Regions from separate parts of the Zea mays genome. Here region 2 is linked to region 1. A link is a contact called in public Hi-C data. All regions are on one chromosome and are shown on one strand. The core of a region is the stretch at or near the end of the contact, and the rest is flanking DNA. Distances in the headings are between cores, read along the strand shown. Region 1 overlaps LOC103632498 (protein ENHANCED DOWNY MILDEW 2). Region 2 holds the start of LOC103632502 (DNA topoisomerase 6 subunit B).

Region 1 (6,552 bases), core at 2,755-5,254:
TGAGTGGTGAGAGCTATAGTGCATGTATTTGTTGATGCACTGTTTTGTGTGTCTTCTGCTTATGAATGTTTGTAATCAAAATGACCTAATTCATATAGAGATCAACTGTGTTAGATTGTTTCTTATGCTTATCGGTTTCTTTTCGCACATGATATAAAACAGATTTTGGTAACACTATTTTCAGCGGTTCCCTCTAAATTGCACCCTCTATATCCCACTAACGTGCCACGTCAGCTCCTCCTATATTTGTACTCTGTACAGTGGTTCCCCCTATATCATCCTCCTAAAATCCACTATACTATTAAAATATAGATTTCCCATTAATGAACTAAACTACCATTCATATAATTTCCTTTATCATTTTTTCACCTACCTATATACAAGTTTACGTTTGTAATTACACGAATCCTTATTAATTGTTTATTACTATTTCAAATTTGTATGGGTCATTACGTATATGAAATGAACAGTACTGTGCACAGCTTGCTGTTTTCGGCCTATTACATCTTGCTGATAGAAAACTCGACGAAGAATACGGCGGTAGACTTCTTTTTTGAGCGCGCACGCGAATGGGAGGGAGAATATGGCGGTCACCGGCGACCGGGACGGGACATATAGTGGCACGCTCAATCCAGGGTGAGAGAATGTTACTGCAGCATAGCGTGCTCGGTAGAGAGAAGCGTTGTGGTGCATAGCATGAAACTGTGTCCGCTAAATGAAGGAGAGGGGCTGCTCGCGGGAGGCGTTGAAACCAGTCTAAGAGAACCAGGGTCGGAACTGAAGGTTCTTAATGAAGTTATTGGCTAAGACTAAGACTTTTATTGTGTTCAATATTTTGTAGCATGGCATCTTTGTTTGTAAATATTGAAGTTGCCCTTTCCTTTATCTATACAAGTAAAATTGGTTATAATGTTGTTTTGTTACATAAATTTATGAACATGCTAAACTCCATTGGTCTTGCAGATAGTAGATTTCTGCTGTGGGGCAAATGATTTTAGCCGTCTTATGAAAGAAAAACTCGACAAAGTTCAGAAGAAGTGCCATTTCAAGAATTATGATCTTATCCAACCACAGGTAGTATTGATGACAATTGAGTCCTTTGTTCGATTTTTCTTTATCACATGGCCTTTTAGGCCTCTTTTGGAATGGAGGAAAAGCAAAGGAATTTTAGAGGATTCGATTCCTATGGAAAGTTTTCCTATGAGAGCCTTTGGAACAAATGATTGAATCCTATCAACTCCTTAAAATTCCTATGGAATGGTATCTCCCGTAGCAATTTTGGAGGAAAATAAACATGAGATGTGCCATGCATTCCTATGTTTTCCTGCACATTATCCAAACAGATGTTTGTGACTTTCATGTCTTATAAATTCATGTAGGATTCCAATCACATGGACATTCTAATCCTGTGTTTTTCCTATTCATGTGTTTTGATAATCATGTGTTCCAAAGGAGCCCTTAACATCAAATAATAGATTGATCTGAGGAATCTTACCTCAGATCGAGATGGCTTTTGACCTTCCCTCTCCCATGAAGGTGCCTGACCACCGGGTGGCGCATTGTAGAGGGTCGGGGTGGGAGCGGGTGTCTCAGTCTTCATGGTGAGCTCCTCGAGAAGCTCATTGTAGACTGCGTGGAAGGTGGGGAAGCGGGGAGCTGCGCGACCGGTGCTGGGGTCCGGCAGCGGTGGGATCTCGCCGGCTGTGAGGGAGGGGTGTCGGCGGCTGGTGGTGGAAGGAAGGGGAGAGGGCAGCCGACGGCTGGGGTGGGGAAAAAAATAACCTAGCTCCGATACCATGTGGGAAACCTAAACGGGGTTCTGACAAGAACAAAAGGGGGAGAGAACCCCATTACACCACACACATTACACACCAACACTAGAGCTACTAAGCGACGTGAAAGATGAAGATGAACTATTAGGCGGATGAAGGCAGAAGAAAACCGTCGGAGCAGATGAACACACTTCCTTATTCATATAGTAGAGATTATCATGCTATTCATTCAAAGTTTCATTTGAAGATTTCAGGGTTAGGAGTTGGTCATGATTACTTTCTCTTCAGAGTTATTACTTCATGTAATATGTATGTGCTTCCTGCGTTGCAGAATCGCTTCTGCTTTGAAAAGAGGGATTGGATGACTGTGCAGCCAAACGAGCTGCCTCATGGATCCCAACTAGTATGTTCTATTTGTTATTTATTGAGACAATTTAGTTTATCTTATATAATTACAACATTCAATTGTTTATTGAGTAGATTATGGGTCTTAATCCTCCTTTTGGAGTCAAAGCAAGTCTTGCGAACAAATTTATTGACAAAGCATTGACATTCAAGCCTAAGCTCATTGTACTAATTGTCCCTAAAGAAACTAAAAGGTATGTAACATATTCCTGTTGTCCTGAGTATTTTGGTCAACATCTTCTCAGGTTTCCTTTTGGGAAATTGTGTTTCCTCTACATTTATCCACTTCATATCCAGGTTAGATCAGAGGAGAACACCTTATGATTTGATTTGGGAGGACAGTGAGTGTCTTTCTGGCAAGGTAATAACTTACATTCATTGTATTGAATTTCTTTTGTCTGTTCTTCTCTAGTTGTTTGACCTAATACCTTTCTTGAAATTGGCAGTCCTTCTATTTGCCTGGTTCTGTGGATCTTAATGATAAAATAGTTGAAGGGTGGAATGCATCTGCGCCACCCCTCTATTTGTGGAGTCATCCTGGTTGGACAAAGAAGCACATGCAAGTGGCTGAAGAGCATGGTCATACTTGTATGGGGAAGATAGCTTGCCATGTTGAAGAGAGTAATCTATCAGATGACCTGTCCGTGAGGAAACAATCTGATGCTACAAACAAACTGAACTCGAGATCAGGGAAAGAGACTCCATTCAATGACAGAATGTCCAATCTACTTGATGATGGTTCTGCTAGGAAGCAAGCAAGATCTGAAGAAGAGAAGAGAACTCTAGGGAAGATAGAACACCATGTGAAAAAGGCTAATATACCAGATAACCTCCCAGTGAAGAAAGAACCTGAAGCTTCCAGCAAAGTCATGTCGCATTCTGGAAAAGATAGAAAGATTGGCAGATACAACAGGAGGAGACATGACAACAGGAGCAGCAAGGGGACACCTGATCACACAGAGAGCCTCCCCCCTGAAAAGCAAGTGGAAGTTGCATATGAGGAAACAAGAGTTATTCCTAGCAAAAAGATTGCTCATAATGAAAAAAAGAGCGCGCAGTACAACTACGAGCAAACTGCAGCAGGGATGCCAAACATGAGGTCTAGAGGAGGGGATTCTGACATGAGTATCTCACCCCCAGTCAGTTGCAATGCTCGAAGCAAACCCATGAGCTATTCCCTGACGAGACCAATTGAACACTTGGATACGAATGCTCACCTTTTGGCAGAAGAACCTAGTGACTCTGTGCTCAATAGGGTTCCAAATCATGACAGTTATTTGGCAATCAAAGAGGAATACTGTGATGGATTTAAGAGGAAAAATGATCCTATCTTCAGTCACATTGATGATAGCTCAAGGATGAGGGGCTCCAGCATCGAAGAAGTGACCAAGCCGTATATTACTGCTCCAAACAGTGATCCGTGGTCTAAAGGAGATGGCAGCTTTTACAGGCATCCGAGCTCAGAAGATTTAAACGCTAATGCTGATGTGCTTATGCCAGGATACAGTGCAAGATATGGACAAATTGGTGGTGACAGTAACCCACAAGCTAGTATGGTCCCACTAGCAACAGATTCAAGACTGCATGGTGGAACGGTTGCTGATAATTACCTCTCGGCAAGATACTCCCTTGGATCTTCAGGTGCTCGCGTTAGCCAACCAGCTCCAACTGTTCCCCCTTTTGGGCTCTCAGGTGCAAGTTCACAACGAGGCTCAGTAATGGACAGGTATTCGTATGGGCTTTCGGGTCCGACTGGAACACAGCGCTCAGTTATTGACAGGTATGCGCCGTCCCTCGATGGAACGAACACAACAAGATCGAGGAGCTCCTTGCCTGAGCAGTACCCGTTCGGACAACCTGGCTCTTCCGGTGGCGGGTGGCCTCATCACTGATCGCTGGAACTTGGTCCTCAGATTTGACCAGCAAAAGTGCAACCGATTTCTTGAGTCCGGTGGAGCCTACAACCTATCTACGGCCTAACTTTTTGGATCCTACTAGTCGTTTCTTCCTGGCGCCTTCGACGAAGACATCACCTGTGTCTACCAATACAGAAGTGTAGACTTCAATTCCTACAAATACAGAAGTGTAGGCTTCAATCCTATTGTTTGCTCTGGATTTCTGTTTATGAGCGTATTTACAAGAGTATGTTTGGTCTATGTTAGTATATTAGGAATACAATTCCAAAACCGTTGTACCGTGCCAAAGTTTAATACTATACGTTTGGGTCTGTCGATGAGAAAAAAGGACGAGTGGGTGAGAAGATGCTGCCCTCCGCAGAACTCGATCAGGCCGGTTCCTCTGCGCGTCCTGCTATGAGAGGCTAACCTGAGCCCGACAGAACCGGCTTGGTCGATTTGGGACCTGGTAGGCCGGTATTTTTTTATTGAAGTGTAACTTTCTAAATTAGGTCTTGTTGGTTTGCGTTGGATTGCGTCCGGAATCGTTTCAAGTTTATATAAATTAGAGAAGCAATCCGGTTAGAAATCGTTTCGATCCACTAATCCTAAACAACCGATTGACACCTTAGGGCTTGTTCGGTTTGAAGGGGTTTGAGGGGGATTGGAGGGGATTAAATCCCCTCCTATTTAAATTTGTATAGAAGGGGATTTAATCCCCTCCAATCCCCCTCAATCCACCCCTAACCGAACAAGCCCTTAGTGTTTTTTGTTTAAGTGAGAAGTCATGTTTATCTTTGGTTTCGGTGTTTATATGTTTATCATGGATAAAGAGTCATATAATTATTTTTTGTAAATATAAATTATCAAATATAAATAATTACAAACATAGTTTTTATCACAAAAATATTATATGATCATTATATCTAGTTTGATGCAAGATAAGGATGTTGCCACATAATCATGAAATGCGTTCGTTGTAATAAAATTTGCTTTAGTCAACCACTAGAATAATCACAAATGAAATTGCGAAATATCGTAGTGATCGCAACAATCTTTTTTATGAGTGAGATAGTAGGTACAGAGCTAAAATCTCGATCACAATTAGCATAAAGAACACCCCCACTATAATGCTCATGTTTTTTAGTGAGCATTTCATAATTAAATATTTTATAAAAAATCATTTGATTTTTATAGTCCAAATAATCTCTAGCATTTTGAATAGATAAGTGACCACGATTGAACTTTTCTTTAAAAGAAGGTTTCATGGCTATACTACTCGAATGATATATTTCACCTTTGTACAGAGCTAGATATTCAGGATGGTTGGTAAATCCTACATCAAATCATTTCTGGGGTGGTTGGTAAATCCTACATCAAATGATATATTTCATTCTAGACAGCATTAAATCATTCAATAAACATTAAGTCATTTCTGGGGTGGCTTGGCTCGGCTCTTCCGCGGGGTCGGTTGGCTCGGGGCAGGTGGTTGCACAAGGTGGCATGGGGCGGACGGGTGGGCACATCAGCCAGTCTGGGCTGGCTCGGGCGGGCTGACTTTAATAATTAGAAGAAGCCTAGGCCAGACCGGTTCAGCCACACTAGGTCTTATCATCTATTAAAGGAGTCCCAGACCACTAGGGTTCATTGCCCCTTCATTTTTTGACGCCCCATCCTGACGCACGAGCGACGACGCCCCACTCGCTCGGTGGCGGCCGTTCCATGAGGCACGAGCGACGACAGCGGCCCTGAGGCGTGCGCAGCGGCGACGGTGACCCCGGTGGCGTTGAAGGAAACGATGACGCCTAAGAGGGGTGAATTAGGATTTCTAAAAACTTCTACCTAAATAATTAAATCACTAGAACAAAATCTATGCAAATAAAAAAAATCTAGAGTGTGCAAACTAGGTTTTGTCTAAGTGTTGTTATCTCTACCGTAAAGCCTATGTTTCAATCATGAATATTATAACTAGAAAGAATAGATGGAAACTTAAGTACTTAATGTAAATGCGGAAGGAAAGGTGCAAGTAGAGAAAGTAAACTCTCATGGATGATACCCGTATTTTTATCGAGGTATGGAGATGTTAATCTAATAATGCGGGCGCATGTATGACATGAGGCTGGATCGACCCAACGTGATATTGTAATATAGTTCTCTTTTTGCAACATGTATACTGTGTCCTTAGACCTGAGATTGTCGCATGTTCTCAAAATGTGAATTAACTTACTTAGGGACTATCAAACGCTACTCCGTAACTAGGTAGTTATAAAGGTAGTTTTGGGTTTGTCAGGAAGCATACTGAGGCTTGGTCAGTCAAGATGGAATTTGTCCCTCTCATCTTGAGAGAGATATCTCTGGCCCCTCGAGTGATTGGATCAAGAAATGCATGGTCGTGCTAGGGTTAAGTGTTAACAAATGAAAGGATTCCAATTCACAATATCGAGAAAGACAGGTTAGCTTAGAGCCAGACCAAATATCGT
Region 2 (6,544 bases), core at 617-3,116, 390 kb after region 1:
AGATGGTGGCGAGGTGCAGTGATGAGAGGGTAGATAACTAGATAAATCGTGCGCGTGTCGTCCTAAAGAGCGTGCGCTATGTTACAGAGAATGAGTGAGAGGGCACGTGTTGACGATGCTTATTGTGTCGTTCAACAAGTGGGGAAACATGGAGGATGTAGTTGAGTTGCTTAGGGGGATGGAGGCACTTGACATGTGACAAGCGAGAACACATTGAGCGTTTTGATACCTAGATTTGCTAGGCAGCGGAGGGTTGATGTGGCATGGATATGTTTGGTAAGATGGCCAGTTATTGATTCAGTCTGGATTTGGTGATGTATAATGTGTTAATTGAGGGACCATGTCATGGAAATGAGATGAGGAAGGCTGTGAAATTGCTCAAGTATATGAAGAGGGATAGGGTTACACCTGATGTTCGCTTGCTCAAGATGATAATAGAAGCATTCTGTAGGTTAGGAGATTTCTCTACTGTTGGCCCATTCATTAATGAAAATGTAGCGTATTTGAAACCCAACAATGTTGTTCTATTGTATAATAATGTGATTCTTGAAGGTCTTATTAACCATGGAGAGGTAGAAGCAGCATGTCAGTTACTCAACTCCATGGTGCATGGTGGTCAGAGGGTTAGTGATGACGATACTGTTGGTGTGCATATTTTTATTATCAATGAAGAAGTTGAACCAAACTTTGATTTGTTTAATATTGTTGTGTCTGGCCTTTGTGAGACTAGATCTAGCTTTGGCTCTCACAAAAACATGGTTGGCCTTGGTTGCAAGGGAAAGTTTTTGGTGTTTAATGATTTGATACTTGAATTGTGCAATTTGGATAAACCAGAAGCGAAGGATCTTGCGAGTAATACACAAAAAAGATAGAATATAACTCTCCATTCAAATGGATTGCTAGAGTCACTTGGGCGTGTTTGGCATGGTTCTGTTCCACTTCAGAGTAGCTCTACTCTAAAACTCTGGGTGGAGCAGCTCCGCTCTAGAGTTTAAATTGTTTCTCATAACCAGTGACAGTTAAATAACTCTAAACTCCACGTCTAGGTTGTTTTTAGAGTTTTCGGAGCAGCAAAGCAGGTACTCCAAAAATTTGTACTACAACTCTGAAAATTCCATTGAGTTTGTAACCCTGGAGTTAGAGTGAACTTCTTCTTAGAGTTCTACTCCGGAGCCATGCCAAACACGCACTTAGTCGTCCCAACACATTGATATATACTTTCACCTAAAATTTAGGGGGTGTTTTTTTTGGATTACAATCTATCCAGATTATATAATCCGACAAATTAAACAAAAATGATCTCGGTAGACTATAATCCCAAAAAATACCCCCTTTAGAGCAATAATTCTCTAAAACTAAATCAATAATTTAGGTAGTTAATATAAAAACTCTTCTCCAACAGTTCTCTAAACGAGTTTTATAAATTTAGCAGTTCTTATCTAACCTCATTTTCTCTCTATATTTGACAACTATTTAGCAACTCACTAAACAAAAATGTTGACTGCATTATGTAGTTAATGGAGATGATTGTTCACATTTGTGTCTTATTTTTTATGTGGATAGATACAAAAAAACTTCAAATTATATTTAGAAAACTACTAGAGAACTCATAATTCTTTACTCCTAAAGTTATTTAATAACTTATTAAATCTATGATTTAGATAGCTAAATTTATATAATTATTGGAGCTGCTCCTAGCTGGATAAAATTCCGTTAGGTGGAACCATTAGTTTGGAAACATCATTTTTCTCTCAAGAAGATGTTTTCACCCTAAACGGGCAAAAACCAGTTTTCGTAAAAGTCGGCGTTGTTGATTGATTATTACTTAAAAAATGCCATTTTTTCAACCATGATTTATGTCGAGTGTCTAATTTCTTATGGACCATTTCGATACATCTGGTACGATAGTCCGCCCAAAGTCCCAAACGGACCCACATTTGGCTCAGACTTTTGAGAGATCGCGCTCTCCAATTTTGCACCCGAACCCTAGCTACCGTCTCAATTAGATCCGACCTCGCCATGAACACCTCCGACGACGAGGCCATTGCCGCCGCTGCCGAGACCAAGAAGAAGACTCCCAAGGCGGCGGCGGCCAAGGGGAAGGCAACGGGGAAGGGGAAGGCGGCCGCCGGCCCCAAGACGTCGGCCAAGGAGAGCAGCCTCCTTAAGCAGAGTGAGCTCCCTCCCCGATCCCATTTCTCATTAAGATTTTCAGTACTTTGGGTCGGTTTATCTTATACATTTTGTATCTTTTCTGGGTGTTCTGCTGCAGAATCGCCCGCCGAATTCTTCGCTGAGAACAAGAACATTGCCGGGTTTGACAATGTGAGTTGTTCTCTAAGGACTTTTAGCCGATTTGGGTGCAACAGCTAGATTTCGTGCGTTTGCGAAATTTAGCTAGAATCAGTGTGGAGATGCCCTGTTATCTTGTCGACAGATAATTTCACTTCTTTATTTTCCTTCTGGTTCAAGCACATTCTTATCTATAGATTAAACTTAGACCACATCTGGCAGTGGGAAACAAACAAAAACTATGATTAAAGGATATTACTCATTCTAGTTGTAGTACACTTTTGAGGAGGAAATTTATAAGATACTATCGTAGTCATTATTTCACAGAGATACTGATGTAATGGTGCTGGTCAGCCTGGTAAATCCCTGTACACCACGTTGCGGGAGCTAGTTGAGAATGCCCTTGATTCCGCCGAATCCATATCGGAGCTCCCTGAAATAGAGATTACAATGTAAGTAATCCCCAAATGTATTCTTTGTGGTCTTTTGCTATGTTGCCGTACGGGACAGTGCCCATAAGTTTGTTTTGCCATATCTTTGTCAGAGAAGAGATCACGAAGACCAAGTTCAACACAATGATTGGGCTAGTGGATCGACAGCGTGTTGACGAGGCACTATATGATGATTTTGAGTCAGAAAAGGCTCGTGAGGTAAGATGAGCACCTAGGTTTGTAGTAGTTTGACCATGGATGATGTGTTGAGAGGGGTGAGACTTCACAAACTTACCTCTTTGTATTATCATAATTTTAAGTCTGATGAAGCTGTATGATTCACAATACTTAGAAACGCCTAGCCAAGGAAGCACGTTTCCAAGAATCTCAGGCTAAAAATGCTGCACTTGGGAAGAAAGTTAAGGATGCTCCATCTGTTCGAGGAAAAGGTCGGGGTGAGGCTGCATTTTTCAAAGTGACTTGCAAGGTATTGTTGTGACAATGTGATTTATGATATACCCGATGAGAATATATTTTCTTAACTTTGATCTTTATTATTCCCCCCTTACGGATGCAGGATAATGGTAGAGGTATGCCACATGATGATATCCCAAATATGCTTGGGAGAGGTAAGTTTTTAATGGTATATTTAATCCGTAATTGCTGAATTCAAACAGTTTGGTCCTTTCTTACTTGGAGAGGAGATAGTACCACGATGTCCAATATCATTGGAGTTATTTACATTGGTGCAGTTTTGTCGGGCACAAAGTATGGTTTGAGGCAAACACGTGGGAAATTTGGACTCGGTGCTAAAATGGTAATTTTTTTTTGCGTACACAATTGAGAAGAAGCTTTCTAAATTGTATGTTGCTGTGGACTATTGTTTTGTATCTTTTTGATAGTTAAGAATGAATGCAAACAGTTAGTTGATTCTGCATTGTCATGAAATGTTGAAGTTGTTTCCTTTCTATTCCTTGGGAATGACTGTCTTTGTGTTTGCAACTTTGCATTAGATTGTGCAAGTGTGCAACCAAGCAATACTCGTCTTATGCTGTTTGTCATGGTACTTTTATTTCATTTTCTACATAGCCATGTAAAACTTTCATCATAACTAAAGTAAAATGTTACAATCATAATAGCAATTTGTTTGCAGTTGGCATAATCATCCTTTTCTTTCACTTTGACTATACCTTTAAGTGTGTAGTGGGATCCTAGGGCATGATAATAATGCGAAGAGAGGCATGAAAAAACCGAAGTTGACATGGGAAGAGACAGTAAAAGGAGACTTGAAAGGATGGATTATACCTAATGATTTAGCCTTGAATAGGAGCAAATGAAAAACAACTATCCACGTGCACGAACCTTGATTTGTGGCTTCTGCTGGGTTTTTAACTCTAGCCTACCCCAATTTGCTTAGGACTAAAATACTTTGCTGTTGTTGTTGATTATACCTTTAAGTGATTTATTATTACTTTGCCCTCTTGTTTGTTATTTCAAATTTGATGGTATTCTTTTGCTTAATCTATCCCATGCCTAAGAGATGCTCACCGTGTTTTGCCTCTGTAAAATAGCTTAATACAATAAACATGTGACCTATGATATTCTCATGGATTATTATTATTTTAGTGGCTCTAATGTTCTGTTTATCTTATAATTGTGGATTAGAACAGGCACTTATATGGTCAAAGATGAGTACAGGGCTTCCTATTGAAATTAAATCATCGATGAAAGGCCAGAACTATACTTCCTTCTGTCGCCTGGACATAGATATTCATAAGTAAGTACAGCTTGTTGGTTTGTGTGTCTGTTCAACACATGTACTGACTTAATATTGCTATTTATCTCTATTTATGTCCATGCTTATCAAGGCGTCCATTAAGCGTCGCCTTAGCGTCGCTTTAGCGCTAAGGCGCGCTCATAGGGCAAGACGTCTTGCTCGCCTTGCGCCGGGGAGTAAGGCGTCCGCCGCGGCATAAGGCGCCGGCGGGGCGTCAGCAGGGTGTTCTCGGGGCGTCAGCGGGGCGACGCTTAGGGGATAGGTAGGGTTTTGAAGGGCGACAGCTGGAAACAGAGAAGAGGGTTTGACCTGTGTCTGTGTGGCAGCTGCAGCTGCTGCCTCCTTCCTCGTCGGCGCGCAGTGCTCCGGCTATCGGAGGTGGGAGACTGCGGTGGAAGAACCGAGGGAGAGAGAGAGAGGAGAGCTGTGGGGGAGGGAGAGAGGGGACTGAAGAGAGATGCAGTGTGAGGGAGAGATAGAGGCTGGCATCTGTGACCTAAAACTGTGTTTTGGGCTGAGCTGGGCCGAGTTGGGCCGGACTCACTTGTTGTGAGGTTCTTTCTTTCCTTTTTTTTCTGCTTCTACTAGACTGAAATTGGACATATTAGACCTTATAAAAGTGCTAGCTTGCTTATTAACTTTAAATTAGTGATATATAAATAATGTTTGATCTCATTTTTTTTATATTTATCTATCTATATAACTAAGGCGTCACCTCGCCTTATGCTTTATCGCTTAAAAGATAAAAAGGGGGTCGGTCGCCTTATGTCGCCTTACCGCCTTAATAACTATGTTTATGTCAATTCGGTAACTTGTGCAGTTTACCATGACCCATTTTGGTGTATTCCATTTTTCAGAAATATCCCTCATGTCCATTTACATGAGAAAAGAGAGAACAAAACTCATTGGCATGGGGCAGAGATTGAAGTTATAATTGAGGGAAATTGGACAACTCATCGTGTGAGTAGCATGTTTTGGAACATTTGAAACAAGGAATTATTCTGTAAAGCTAAACATGTGATCTCTTTCATGCAGTCAAAGATCCTCCATTATATGCGTCAGATGGCAGTCATCACACCATATGCTCAGTTCCTTTTTAAATTTCTATCTGATGCGGCAGAGTAAGCATTTTGTTTATGGTTATCTATGTTGTGCAAAAGCTGTTGATATTTTTTTCATGAATGAAAATTTGTTTTCTGCAGCAAAAACTTAACAATAAAGTTTACACGCCGGACAGACGTTATGCCTCCTGTTCCACTTCAAACAAAGCATCACCCATCTGCGGTTGATTTGTTACTGATAAAACGCTTAGTTGCAGAGACTACAAAGCAAAATCTTTTACAGTTTCTACAACATGAGTTTGTGAACATAAGCAAACCGCATGCTGAACGTTTAATTGGTGAGTTTTATGATATGCATTATGGCTGACCTGGTTATCATAAACTAAAAAAATAACTAAATCAGTATAGTTTCTATCTGTTTTCAACACATCATGGACTACTTAGTCCAATTTTCCAGAATAGAACCTTTTTGGTGATCGTGAAGTTTCAATTGTTTATAATGTTGCTTTTCAAAGTATTCTACTCTCCACTAAAATCATTTACAACTCCTATTATAATCTATTTTGACTAAAAATGTAGTTGTATTGTTGTTATGTACTTTTATATTACTCTATTTCTAGGCTTTACTGTTCTTGTTACCAGTTCTATGTTTTAATATAACATATTTTTGATTTGGCAGGGGAGATGGGACCTGATTTCAGTCAAAAAATGGCAGTTAAGAGCCTTACTTCTCAGCAATTAGTTCGAATACATCAATTATTTAGGCAGGCTAAGTTCGATGATCCCAGCGGCAATGTATGCACTCCCTTCAACCTTTATTTGTCAGTTATTCATTGGTTGCTTTCATATGTGTAACTGGTCATTGTGGTATCGAAATCAACCAATTCTATAGTGTCTTAGTCCTGCGGGTGAATATAATTTACGCCTGGGTATCATAAAAGAGTTGCACCCTGATATGGTTGCGACACATGCAAGCAGGTATA

The links. A called contact is a pair of places that touch in the nucleus more often than the background predicts.
Region 2: a contact with region 1 is called in a Hi-C map of endosperm, with 4 times the contacts expected there. The contact joins the promoter of LOC103632502 here to the enhancer-like site in region 1. A contact is called at or near these places in 4 of 25 Hi-C or Micro-C datasets (ear, endosperm, tassel and 1 more).

The regions. Positions count from the first base shown.
Region 1 is chr7:80,637,002-80,643,553 of Zm-B73-REFERENCE-NAM-5.0, forward strand. LOC103632498 (protein ENHANCED DOWNY MILDEW 2) reads left to right here. Exons shown (of 19, transcript XM_008654289.2): 15 at 964-1,074; 16 at 2,104-2,175; 17 at 2,253-2,371; 18 at 2,475-2,538; 19 at 2,624-4,437. The coding sequence ends at 4,069. Among protein-coding and RNA genes, the nearest start is that of LOC103632498, 42 kb to the left of the region's middle. Within about 2 kb of position 4,005, at least 6 of the 20 cell types and tissues checked have an H3K27ac peak or open chromatin away from gene starts, as enhancers often do.
Region 2 is chr7:81,026,693-81,033,236 of Zm-B73-REFERENCE-NAM-5.0, forward strand. It overlaps LOC103632502 (DNA topoisomerase 6 subunit B), which reads left to right and starts at 1,867. Exons shown (of 19, transcript XM_020541030.1): 1 at 1,867-2,173; 2 at 2,273-2,325; 3 at 2,647-2,744; 4 at 2,837-2,942; 5 at 3,076-3,210; 6 at 3,301-3,352; 7 at 3,476-3,540; 8 at 4,394-4,500; 9 at 5,358-5,460; 10 at 5,536-5,621; 11 at 5,703-5,899; 12 at 6,241-6,356; 13 at 6,454-6,539. The coding sequence starts at 2,020.